Linked DNA regions of Hordeum vulgare: region 2 is linked to region 1. A link is a contact called in public Hi-C data. All regions are on one chromosome and are shown on one strand. Each heading gives the region's core, a stretch centred on a gene start, on an enhancer-like site or on the middle of the called end of the contact. The rest is flanking DNA. Distances are from core to core; before and after follow the strand shown. Region 1 holds the start of LOC123427148 (60S ribosomal protein L23A). Region 2 holds the start of LOC123427149 (magnesium transporter MRS2-C).

Region 1 (2,569 bases), core at 52-2,551:
CTACTCCTTATTTATTTAGAAAAGCTAAAAATTGGTAGTTGCCTATTCACCCCCTCTAGTCAACCATATCGATCCTTTCACGATGCTACAACGAAGCATTAGCGGCCTGTTGCAGCTCCGGTCATGCTTCATTGCAGCCTTGACACCGACGCAGATGTGCTCCAATGCAGCACCGACGGCTCATCGGAGCTCCGGCCATGATTCAGGAGGCACGTCGCAGCTCCGACCATGCTTCATTGCAGCCGCGACAACGGCACTCGGTGCTCCAACGCAGCGCCGGAGGCTTGTCGTAGCTCCACCAACGAAAGCAGACGACTCCACCAATGAAAGCAGACGATGCTTCATTGCAACATGAGGTGGCAGCGAAGGGCAACTGATGTAGCTGTTGGGCAGAGTGGGCATCATGTGACCATCGGTGCCAGTCCCTCACGACTCCTAGCAGTCGTCGTGGTGCGCTCGCCATGGGAGCATCGACTCTCTCCCTCTAGCCGTGAAGAACGAGGAAGAAGGGGAAAAGAGAGAAATAGATGGAGAAGGTAGATTGCATAGGAGATAAAGGCTCAGGAGGGTGCGGTGCGTGGGCCTCACCGTGACACATGGCGCAAAAAAGGAGGCGGTTTACGGGAGGGAGGAATCAACCGGATGAAACAAAACGTTTCCTTATTACAAAGTCATTACTCTCCCATCATTAGTTTACCCAAGTGCTTCACCCCCGCAACTTTCCAAGCACCGCATGGTTCATGATCATTTCAAAAATGATGGGTGGATGAGAATATTTTGCAGAAAGACCCTCACATTTCTTTCGTTTTAAAAATATCCATGAGACAAGCACAGTGATCGATGCCATGGCTTTGCGATGTGGCATACGAGCACCGACATCTCAATCCATCAATCCTTGACAAAGGGCATGAAGGCCCATGAATGTGTGTAGATCATAAAAAAGTTGCAGCGAATGCCTCACTATTCACATCTATATAAGAGTGGCATTAGCACGACCTAGCGCCTAGTACAACAAAACACGTAACACACACATGGAACAAAGAAAAACATAAGACCGCATCTGTACCTTAACCCTCCCTCTTCGTTCATAGCGAATCAAGTGCCCAAGAGCCGAAGTGAATTTTCGCTTTATAAACGCAAAACAATTGAAAACGACATACACATCATTATATATTAAAAAAAAACTGTGCGAGATAACTTATCGGCGTCAAGGCCTCGCAGCGTTCTGTCCAGCCCAATCAGGCCCAGCCGGGCTTGTACCCTAGGGAGTCGCTCGCCTCGACGATATAAAGGACTCGCAAGCGTTGCCGCTAGGGTTCCTCCTCAGCCGTCTCCGCTTCGCCTCGCGCCCGCACCCCAGGAAGGTAAGGTAAGCCGCCCGCCGCCACCTCCCCATCCGACCCCTCCTCCGCCGCCGTGCTCATGCTCCGCTCCTCTTCGCCACCCGTAGCCGGCGTCGAGGCCCCGCGGCTCCCTCGTTCTGTAGGAGACGCCGGATCCGCTCCATGCGCGCGAAATCCCGTGCATCTCCCGTAGTGTTCGCGCCGTTGTTCATGGTAGTAGCTGGTATTTTCCGCAGTGATTTGTTCCGTTGGCCGTCCTGTTCCTCGTTAGGGTGCCGATCCGTTGGAAGTCCAGATGTGTAGGAGATGTTTGTGCTTTGCGCGATATAATCATGGTTGGTAGATTCGGGCACGAATTAGATGCTTGTTTGGGCCTGCGGCTTCTCCCTGTTTCGAGTTCATGACGAATCTAGTTAGTGTTTAGTCTGTAGTTCTTGCAGGTGTATTCATCACCTGCCTCGCTGAAATACTGAGCTCGGGAAATGTTAGTTTTTGGTTTTAGATTTACCCTTGGCAGCTGCGCTTGAGGTGCTTTAGTTCTGAATTTAGAGTAGTTTCCTCTCTAAACACACATCGCTTGCTTTTCTAATCCTCACTGTCTATTCTCATATTGCTTCTCGTCTAATCTAACTGAAATTTCTGCTCCTCTCTGTTTGCAGTTCAAGAGGCTGTCCTGAGAAGCTCAAATGGCTCCCAAAGGTAAGCTCATAATGTTGCCCCCTTTTATTGAAAATGCTAGTGCCAACATGTCAGGTGCTTTAGATTTGTGTTAATGTGTAGTTTAGAATTTACTTTACATATTGCCCTATTGTTGTCTCTCTTGTGGATTGATCAACGTATTTGTATTTATGATGATAGAAAGCAGTTCACAATATTTGGTTCTCCCTGAAAAATGTTTGTTCTTTGACATATAAAGAGCTGACAAGTTCTGAAGCATAATTTCTTTTCAAATTGAAAGGGTGCTCTGATAGTATGCTCTGCAATTTTTAGTGACAAGCTGCACTTGTTCATTGACTTTGTACTTCTTGGATTCATGAGCTTACTCCACTGTATTCCTTGTGTTTGTCTTTCTGTAAAGGCCATTAGCTGATTATTGTTTCCATCTGTTACCAGCTGCTGTTGCCAAGAAGGGCGATGCCAAGGCCCAGGCTGCCAAGGTTGCCAAGGCTGTGAAGTCTGGGTCAATCAAGAAGACCGCAAAGAAGATCCGCACGTCTGTGACATTT
Region 2 (2,569 bases), core at 47-2,546, 190 kb before region 1:
TTCTCCAATCAGATGCCAAATCCTTATCCTTGAAACAGCTCAGAAAGTAGAGAGCTCAAATTGCTCATCACATGATTTGTCAGCTGATAACCAAATTTGTAACGTGTGGCTTCATTGTCATGAATAATTGGTGGTTATGGTCAATTCAATTTTCTGGAAACCAAACAGAGCAAAAGAAATTCAGACCAACAATGGTTGACCCAGAACAATGCTGCATTTGTAATAGAGTTGTCATTCAGAAAAGAGGCTGGGCATGACGAAAATTCAAATGGTGACATGCAACCTCATTTGACCATCGATACGTGGCAAACTGAACTTCCTATTATGGTGGATAATCTACTCCATAGCTTATTTTACCATCAGATACCTTCCTGTCAGTAATAGAATACGATCAAGAGGAAATCTACTCTATTCTTTTCATGGTACAGAGTGAAACTGTGGATGTTAAGTAGGAGTACATCATACGGTTCAACCAATCAAACATTGTATGCCACCACAAACTCCCGAAGAACCGGAACTATCAAGCTCATCATGCACCAAAACTGTAGGCTGGTTAATACGCTACTATTCCATTAGTTGAGACAGGAGCACAAGTACATTCTACACCATCGTAGTAAATTACTAGTAGAACGCAAAGGTCTGTAGAGCGCTGTGTGGAACCTGAGCGTCGAGGAAGGAACAGGCGGCTTCGAGCGCGACCTCCAGAGCGATGAACTCGAAGGGCAGGTCATCGGCACGGTCCACGAGACGGCGCTGCAGCTCGTCGACGTACCTCCGCACGGCCTCCTCCGCAGCGGCTCCGCCGTCGGCGTCGGGGTCGCGCAGGACGAGCGCCTCGTCAGCGGTGATGATGCACCGTATCCGCTCGAGGTTGCAGACGACGGCGCGCTCGCGGCCGAGGATGGCGGAGGGGTAGACGAAGAGCGGGTCGAGGAGGCGGAGGTCGCGCGCGGGCAGGTCGAGCCGCCGCATGAGCGCCGGCTTGGCGACCTCCACCGCCTCGGCCGCGCCCGTCGCCGCGTCCACCCGCACCCACGAGCGCCGCCCGCCGCCGCGCTTCTTCAGGCCATGGACGTCGATCGTCACACCGCCCCCTCCCCCGCCGCCGCCTGGCGCCGCGGGCTTGCCGCGGCGGTGGGGGCCGTTCGCGGCGGCGCGGGGAGGGAGGAGGAGGCGATCCTTGAGGTCCTGGTCCATGGTGGCCGGGATCTGTGGTGGGGGCGGCGTGTCAGTGGCGGGCTAGGTAGGTAGGCTGCGGGGAGGTGGAGTGCTTGTGTGGAGAGGAAGGGATCTCCAGCTCCACGGTGGGTGGGTGATCAAGACGAGGGAAGAACATCACATGATTCTCAATGGTGGGCTCGGGTGGGCATGCACGTGACGTGGCACCTTCCCTGTCGTAGGATTTAGCGGGTGTTTTTTTACCACGCTCTTGCGCCTTCCCTGTCGTTGGATCGAGGAGGTGTTTTTCTTTAACACGGTCTTAGGATTCTAGGGTTTCGTCCCCATGCGTGCAAAAAGTTTACAAAACATCATAAACATAATAAAACTTACTTCCTCCCTAAACTAATATAAAAACATTTAAAACACTACATCGATAATTTAAACACTTTTATATTAGTTTACACAGGGAGTACGTCCAAAGTCATGTAACATCATGGAATCATCATAACCGTCGATAGAATGAGCCGTCAATGTGTCGTTGATGTAACTCCCCTCCCGAAGTCAATTTGACCTTTATCGATGATACTCAAAAAGTCTCGTGCATATGATCCTATAGACCAGTTGATAGAGTTGATTATGATACATCTAACGTAGGGGACCAAACTAGTAGCCTTAACACGGTGGTAACACGGGACGGGTTTTTATCCAGGTTCGGGTTCTCCTTATAGATAAAACTATATGTCATGCTTATGTTTGCATTGACTATCAAATTTCATGTGCATTGCAACACGGACATGCACATTCTATAAGTTCAACCCAAATCATGCAACATGTTTTATGTATATCAGGTGGCGTTGTCAGCCTATTTTAGCCATTCACACCGCACACGGGCTTGGTTGTCTTGCTTCTCACTACATTGGTGTAAATTGCACAATCGCGCCCCCTCTATCTCATATATAATTCGGTGTGTCATTGGCCATACGCCCTATTTGCTTATTTATTTTTACCTTTGTGCAACCAATTTCTTGAACCACTATAATTCATTGTGCATATTATTGCATCATCAATTAATTAAGAAGAGGAATCTTACTCTAAATAGTATGTTATCATCAATCCATGTGCGACTGATAAGAAACCATTAGCAAATATGGTCGTGCGTTGCATTGGAAGAAAAAAAAACACATCACACCACCCAATTTAGTCTTTCAAAACTGCATGTTCATGTTCAAGGCTCATCGAGATTGACATCTTGTAGTTCAGTCTAGGTAAACTAATAAACATAGAACCCTGGTTTCACAGAGCGCAAGTGTTGCATAACCTCACAAAAAATCATAATTCATGTAGTCATTTTTCTTCTTCATGTAAATGTGATTTTTTCCTTCTGCGGTATAATGTTTCAAACCCAACC

Evidence for each region. Hi-C and Micro-C count contacts between places; a contact is called where the count stands out from the background.
Region 2: a contact with region 1 is called in a Hi-C map of leaf, with 4 times the contacts expected there. The contact joins the promoter of LOC123427149 here to the promoter of LOC123427148 in region 1. A contact is called at or near these places in 2 of 6 Hi-C or Micro-C datasets (both in leaf) and 1 of 1 datasets of contacts at active chromatin or transcription factors (embryo).

What each region holds. Positions count from the first base shown.
Region 1 is chr2H:546,713,513-546,716,081 of MorexV3_pseudomolecules_assembly, reverse strand. LOC123427148 (60S ribosomal protein L23A) reads left to right here and starts at 1,301. Exons shown (of 4, transcript XM_045111122.1): 1 at 1,301-1,369; 2 at 2,003-2,042; 3 at 2,457-2,569. The coding sequence starts at 2,030.
Region 2 is chr2H:546,904,883-546,907,451 of MorexV3_pseudomolecules_assembly, reverse strand. It overlaps LOC123427149 (magnesium transporter MRS2-C), which reads right to left and starts at 1,296. Exons shown (of 5, transcript XM_045111124.1): 1 at 661-1,296. The coding sequence starts at 1,197.